Regions from separate parts of the Bombyx mori genome. Here region 1 is linked to region 2. Evidence: chromatin contacts called from public Hi-C data. All regions are on one chromosome and are shown on one strand. Each heading gives the region's core, a stretch centred on a gene start, on an enhancer-like site or on the middle of the called end of the contact. The rest is flanking DNA. Distances are from core to core; before and after follow the strand shown.

Region 1 (3,755 bases), core at 1,231-3,730, 51 kb after region 2:
GCTCTACACTCGGCGGCAGATAGAGGGAAATGGCGTGGAATGATCCGGAATAAACTCTTGTTGCGAGGGGGTGGTCACGACCCTCAGTATTGAGGAAACCAAACTAAGAAGAAGAAGGCAGACGAGCATACGGCCCACCTGATGGTGAGTGGTTACTGTCGCCCGTGGACTTCAGCAATGCCAGGGGCAGAGCCAAGCCACTGCCTACCGTTGAAAATGTTTCAAGGTGGTGTCTCAAAGTCAACATTAGTTGGGCTATGAGCTCGTTCACTCATCTTCTTCTATCTATATATAAAAACGAATTGCTGTTCGTTAGTCTCGCTAAAACACGAGAACGGCTGGACCGATTTGGCTAATTTTGGTTTTCAATTATTTGTGGAAGTCCAGAGAAGGTAGGAAGGTAGATAAAAATGAAAATGCTCTGAATTAAATAAAAATAACAATTTTGTTTTTCCTCTGATGTGTCCTCCGTCGGACGGATTCCTTTTGTTTTAAGTTTATGTTATACAAAAGCTTAGGTCTTTTATTTATCGATTGAGGCACTACGAAGTCTGCCGGGTCGGCTAGTGTGAAATAAAATAGCTAGATGTGTGAGCGTCCGTTCCAGGCTTGCGTGCCATGTTCGCGGCGCGCTGCGAGGAGTACGTGACGCAGGTGGACGAGCTGACGCAGGCGCTCTCCGGGGCCGAGGATGAGAAGAAGACCCTCAACCAGCTGCTGCGCCTCGCCGTGCAGCAGAAGCTGGCGCTCACGCAACGGCTCGAGGAGCTGGAGGTAATGGTCCTACTAACTAAATATAATAATAATATTAATTTACTCCACAATACAAATAACTTTCCAATTGACATGTCCTTCTTCAAACGAGGCTTGTGGAGAGTATTAAGCAGTAGGCAGCGGCTTGGCTCTGCTCCTGGCTTTGCTGAAGTCCATGGGCGACGGTAACCACTTACCATCAGGTGGGGCGTACGCTTGTCTGCCTACAAAGGCAACAAAAAAAAATATATGACCTAAATTTCTAATTATATCTAAACAATATTACAATTAATTATACTGACAGTGGAGATAAAAAGGCCGCGGCCCAGCTTTGTGGTAGCTGAAACTATCGCTGCTATTCTGCCGCTGCCTGTAATTTTAATCTATAAAATAATAAACTAAACTAATAAAACTAAAATAATATAGACTAATCTATAAAAAATAATCTAATAATACCTAAATTTAAACATGTGGCATAATCTACAAAATCCCTGCCTCCGCACTTTGTTGCTCAAGTAGAAATTCCCTACAAAAATATTTGAAAGGGTTAACTAACTAAATATAATAATCCGTCGACATCGAGCCAAAGGGTCGGATGTTCAAGGGTGTTTGAGATCATGTCCATCATACGAGCAACACACGCCGCGTCGGACACAACCGTCTAACCTCAGATGTAGGTAACCTGATTTAGGACTGGTGGTAGGACATTTTGTGAGTCCGCGCGGGTAGGTACCACCGCCCTGCCTATTTCTGCCGTGAAGCAGTAATGCATTTCGGTTTGAAGCGTGGGGCAGCCTTAACTTAACCACTTAACACCAGGTGGGCTGTGAGCTCGTCTACCCATCTAAGCAATAAAAAAAACATGTGATCAGACTCGATATGTTCGCGAATGCCGCGTCACGTAAGAGGAACTAGACATATTTGTGGATTGCTGCGTCACCGGTCCGCTGTGACGTCATCTGACAGTGACGTGTGTCGCAGGTGGACCGCGAGATGCGCTCCCGGCGCGTGCCCAAGGCGGGCGGGGTGCGGGGCGGCAGGGGGAGGGACTTCTAGCGACTGCTGGCGCCGGTCAAGGCCGTCGCCGTCCTGCTGCGCCGTCTGCTGCGGACCTAGGGCTCCAGCCTCACCGGCCCGGTCCCCTATTTGTACGTTTTGTAAACTTTTTAATGTAATGTGAATCGCGCCGCACGTCCGGCCCCCGTCGCGGCGCCGGTCCGGGCCTCGTCCGGCGCCGCTGGAACGGTCAAATTGCGGCGGGCTGCCGGACGCGGGCGCGGCGGTCCCCAGCCCGGGGCCGCGCCCGGCCTACCCCTTCCCTTTCCTCGGGACATATTTTCGTATCGATTTCTTCACTCGATATCGCGCGTCGACGCGAATCGATTATTTTTGTAACAGGACCGGTGTATTTTGTTAAGCGAATATTTATTGGCGCCGTTGTGGTCCGCGGTCTCCCCGCGCGCCGGACGGACGCGGCCCCCCGTTACGTCCAAATGTGAAATTTCTAAAGAAAAAGAATCATTATCGTCGACATCCATCCATTGCGTGCGCAAAAAGACTATGTAATCTGTTTACCGGGCGACGCGTCGGTCGCGTCGTCTCTGTCTCGTCCATGTTGTTGTAGTCGTGATGTTTGAGTTTGTTGGTGGATCACTGTGCCGTCCCAGTCGCGTCCATGCTGTCCACGCGCCGGCCGACTCTCCGTCTCTGTCGCACCCCCTCTGTCGGCAGTGTCGACCTCTCGCTCGCACAGCGCTCAACGCATTGCTCACGGAGTCGACCGGCGCATCTATTGATAAGTCGAAATTTAAAAAGTTATTGAATGTTAATGGTTTCGGTTGAGTCGCGCCGGGGCGCCCCGGCCTCCGCCCCCGGCCGCCGCCCCGGCCAGTAGAGTAGCTAGTAGCTCGCGACAGGCAGCTAGCCCGCGACTTGCATTTATTGTTTAACATAGTGTTTGTTAAATTAGACTAATTATTATTATATTAGGTCGTTCTTCGTGTACTTAAAAAGACGAACTTACCCGTTCTATACATAGCTTTAGCGTATCAAGTATTCTGTCCCCTCTACTAAGTATTATCGTTAGCCGTCGGTCCCCCCGCGTGGGGGGCGGCCCCCGACCCGAGCAGCGCGGCTCTGATATGTTTATTGTATTGGTTGTTAGTTTTGTTACTAAAAGTATTACTGCATGTGTTTCCGCATCCGTCTCTTTCTCATTGACATTGTTACATTTAGACTGACATGTTCTTTTACACGGTTTTCTGGTAATATTTATTATTAAAAATAGTTATTTATTTGACTTAAATATTATAAATAGATGTTGTATATTTTTCATTATTAAGAATTAGATAAACTTTTTACTATGTTTCGTGCAATGAAAGAAAAAAATGTTTTTTAGTATATAGTATTATTATGTATAGTACAGATTCAGTATTTTTTTGTTTGTTTATGGTTTACTATCGCTGTTGTCTGCTGTATGGGGTTAGAGCGATTAACCAAATATTATTATTTCCTTTGTGTAACAATTTTTTAGTACACTTATATTTGTGTAGGCATATTATTATTTTATATTGATTAGAAAGAGAACTTAGTGAAGAATTATTGATTTTGTTATTCGAAGATTTTTTTATATAGTATATTATTATCGGTGCGGCGTAGACATGGTCTGTCGGACGAGCGCGCATGAATGTTCCCGGTGCCCTGTCTCTGCTTTCTGCGACCTGTGGTTGTTAACTTTAAAACACCTTGCGAGGGCCGAAAATTAAATATTTATTATCGAATTTAGGGACAATGTTCCGATTAATAATTTAGTGCGTTTTTCGCGAAGATTGAGAACCAGCGATTTGGTAGTTTATCTATGATCAAGGTCCGCGTAGGGTCGCACATCGATGGCCCGACGGACTTCTCAGGCGACGCTTCGTACAGATTACAAGTCTTTTGTAAAAAAAAACGCTTACAGAGCTTTCAGTATGCAATAAGTGTTGTGGGACAACAAATTGTAT
Region 2 (3,832 bases), core at 1-2,500:
ATCAAATCAAAAAAAAAAATATTCATCATAAATGAAAGTACATACTTGTTGAACGTCAAAAGAACTACCGCCAATTCACAAAAACTAGCCTCCTTGCTGAGAAAAACTGGCAAGAAACTCAGCGGGCAAGTCTTTTTCTTTTTCTTTTTTTGTAAATATACAGGACATTTAGTCAGGATCTGAGGGTTTCCACGTGACATATGCGTTGCGGCGTGAAACCAAAGCTGGTGTATAAGCCGTTCCGTATATACCTTATGATGCCCACGTCGTCCCATCAGCGAAGACGATTAGATCAGTTCCGGATCCATCTGAAGTAAAGCGGTTAAGGTTGCCATTGACATAACAGCGAGGCAGCCTATCTTGAGACATTGTTTAGAGGTCTTCATACTATAAGTACTAACAGCTGCCCATCTTTTACTACAAGACTGTACGTTGGTTAGCATGTACGCCATTTACTGCGTGCGCGGACATGGAAGCAGTCTCTCCTGATTAATAAATACCTGGTGTCGGGCACAGCTGGCAGGCGGGCGGGGCCGCAGCTTCAGCACGACGGTGTCGCCCCGGGAGCCCTCGCCCCCCGCGCCCGCCGCGCCCGCGCCCCCGCCGCCGCCCCCCGCGCGCGCCACCGCCGCCGTCAAACGGAAGAAGTCCGTGCCTGCGAGGAGCGAGAGGTACGCCTCATTACACGGGTAGCAAAGCTGGCGTGATCGGCTTACTAGTGGTTGGACCTCTTGTAAGTCCGCGCGGGTAGGTACCACCACACTGCTTATTTCTGCCGTGAAACAGTAACGGGTTTCGGTGTGAAGGTTTATTTTTTTTGTCCTACCTAGGTGAGAGCCTTGAGAGGCTATTTCAGCGTAACTTTAACTAGTAGGTGAGCTCACGGGACTCAAACCTGACGAGTTTGAAGGTTGGGGCAGCCGTTGAAACTATACTGAGACCTTAGAACTTATATCTCAAGGTGGATGGCACATTTACGTTGTATATGTCTATGGGCTTCAGTAACCACTTAACACCAGGCGGGCTGTGAGCACGTCCACCTATCTAAGCAACAAAAAAAAATTGGGTAGCAAGTAAAAAAATTGCTTTTCATCATCAGGGAATCATACAACGGTACCGCCGAAGAATTCTTCATAGACATGATGATACAGAGGCACGCGCGACAGCTGCTCATCCGGGGGAGGCTGGCGTCGCTGGGCCGGCTGGCGGCGTCGCTGGACCTGCCGCTGGTGGGGTGGCTGGCGGCGGAGAGGGAGCGCGCGGCGAGGATGGACTGCGCCGTGCTGTGCCTGCGCAGGGTGCACAAGGACTTCTCGTGGCCCTACCCCGTGCGGGATGACGACGAGCCCAGCAGGAAGCTCAGCTTGTTGCCCGGTACGTACTGGCTTGCTGCGGGCTCGGTAGGAACATCGCAACCACGGCTCCCATCCAGCGTCTGTCGTGGGGAGTTGTCTATTGTATTGTATAAACATGTAACGGTAAAATTTGGATTTTCTATAAAAGGGTATTTTGGTTAGTTTTTTTAACTATTGTTTATTTTTCATTTTTTAGTTGAATTAAAATTTTTTCAATTTTTTTTTCAATATTTAATAGTCATCGGTCCTTAATAAGTATACCAAATTTCGAGTTAATCCGACGTTTTGAAGGGGGTCAAAATCATGTTCAAAGATTTCGTTACAAAGATATATTATTATACGTCTGAAGCTAATGAAAGCGTATTAATAATAGAGATGAAACGGATATCCGGATACCGGATAGTAAATCAGTATCCGGCCCGATTTCGGGTAGTAAAATTTAAGAAAATCTCGTGGTTATAGAAAAGGCAAATAGTATAAGTAAATAGTGGGTTATAGACAACTTTTATTTTTATAATCGCACGTCAAAAGTGATTGTTTTATTAATTAGTTTGTTTGATATTCAAAATTAACAAGTGGCAAATTGTGGTGAATTAATACCAAATTGTTGTCGCCATCTCTGTTACGTGCGACAACACCCGAACGCGCACGAATATTTCCGTAAGAGCCGAATATTCGGCTTCGCAGCTCGTCGAATATTCTGTATTCGACATCTGGTTAAACTACTATCCATTTCATCTCTAGTTAATAAACAATATTGTATGTACGCAGTGGACTCGCACAGCCCGGCGGCGGACGCGGAGAGCGCGTGCGGGGACAGCGGGTACGTGAGCCTGCCGCTGCGCACGCAGCCGCCCGGGCCCGTCAGGTCTGTTCTCTATACCTATATATTAGTCGAATATTAGTCGTGTGAGCATCTGGCCTTATGTCAAGACACATGATGCACATAGAGATTATTTCAAATTAATTTTAGACACTGAATTTTAGTTGTTCAGCCAACCTTCAGTAAATAAAACTGAATCATTAACGATCAAGTTGATAGAAGGGATGTAAACGATGCAGTAAGTGATGTGTGCGCAGCTCGGTGGGCGAGGGCAGCGTGGCGGAGGGCGGCGGCGTGTCGTGGGGCGACGCGCCCGAGCGCGAGGAGCGTCGCTACGCCGCGCTCATGGAGCGGCTGCACACGCACCAGGCGCGCAAGGGCGACCACGTGCCGCACGTGCAGCTAAGGTAACCCACCTCCTCACTACCTCTTGTTTACTGCTGGTAGGACCTCTTGTGAGTCCGCACGGGTGAGTACCACCACTCTGACTATTTCTGCCGTGAAGCAACAATGCGTTTCGGTTTGAAGGGCGCGGCAGCCGTTGTAACTATACTGAGACCTTAGAACTTATACCAGCCACTTAACACCAGATGGATCGTGAGCTCGTCCACCCACATAAGCAAGAAAAATTACCGGCGGTAGGGCGCCTGTGGGCCCGCGCGGATAGGTATGCCCTATGTTGGGTGGCGGCCTTTATGTTGTTGTTTTTGGGCTCCGGTAACCACTTCACACTGGAGCTCGTCATCTTGATAATAAAAAAAAAAATTGGCAGGTTGAAGCGATCAATGAAAAAAAAATTGAAAATACTTTGGACTTACGGTCTCGAACAAACTTCACTATACGTTCGTGACCTTCAACTAAATAGGAAAATTGTTATGTTTAATTTAGTTTGTTGGCATTGCAGTAGCGATCTGTCGACTCCCGAACTAATTTTTTTTCATTGCCTTTGTAGGCAGACGAGCATACGGCCCACCTGATGGTAAGTGGTTACCGTCGCTCATGGACTTCAGCAATGCCAGGGGCAGAGTCAAGCCGCTGCCTACCATAAAGTACTCTCCGCAAGCCTCGTTTGAAAAAGGACATGTCATAGCGCTCGGGAAACACCGTGGAGGGTGCTCTTATACTCTGTGATAAGGATGATACGGTCCGTGAGCCAACTGGCAGTCTCGTTACGGTGGTCTCGTCGCACGGCAGGTACTTCCTGCAGCTGATGACGGAGGCGTGCTGCGTGGAGTGGGCGCTGGTGGTGGCGGTGGTGCTGCGGGACGCGCTGGCCGTGCTGCGGACCACCAACGCGGCGCGCTCCGCCGACGTCACCGTGGACGCCGTGCGCAGGCTGCGCCGCGCGCTGCACGACCTCTGCGCCTGGGCAGAGTCCGAGTGGTACGTACCCAGCTTCTCTCAGGAGACTCTCAGTCTATTCACCTCACTGGGTAGTAAAAAAAAAATGTTTTTTACTGATGGTAGGACCTCGTGTGAGTCCGCACGGGCAGGTACCACCATCCCGCCTATTTCTACCGTGAAGCAATAATGCGTTTCGGCTTGAAGGGTGGGGCAGCCGTTGTAACTATACTTAAGGCCCTAGAACTTATATCTCAAGGTCGGTGGCGCATTTGCGTTGTAAATGTCGATAAGCTCCAGTAACCGCTTACCA

Evidence for each region. A called contact is a pair of places that touch in the nucleus more often than the background predicts.
Region 1: a contact with region 2 is called in a Hi-C map of midgut, with 1.8 times the contacts expected there. The contact joins two enhancer-like sites. A contact is called at or near these places in 2 of 7 Hi-C or Micro-C datasets (midgut and whole pupa).

The regions. Positions count from the first base shown.
Region 1 is chr19:2,139,136-2,142,890 of ASM3026992v2, forward strand. LOC101740139 (protein bicaudal D) reads left to right here. Exons shown (of 12, transcript XM_038017822.2): 11 at 608-774; 12 at 1,735-3,755. The coding sequence ends at 1,809. Among protein-coding and RNA genes, the nearest start is that of LOC101737541, 23 kb to the right of the region's middle. Within about 2 kb of position 2,481, at least 3 of the 8 cell types and tissues checked have open chromatin away from gene starts, as enhancers often do.
Region 2 is chr19:2,089,276-2,093,107 of ASM3026992v2, forward strand. It overlaps LOC101740281 (guanine nucleotide exchange factor subunit Rich), which reads left to right. Exons shown (of 27, transcript XM_038017599.2): 21 at 517-671; 22 at 1,100-1,374; 23 at 2,127-2,223; 24 at 2,436-2,585; 25 at 3,373-3,561. Among protein-coding and RNA genes, the nearest start is that of CPR135, 9.7 kb to the left of the region's middle. Within about 2 kb of position 1,251, at least 3 of the 8 cell types and tissues checked have open chromatin away from gene starts, as enhancers often do.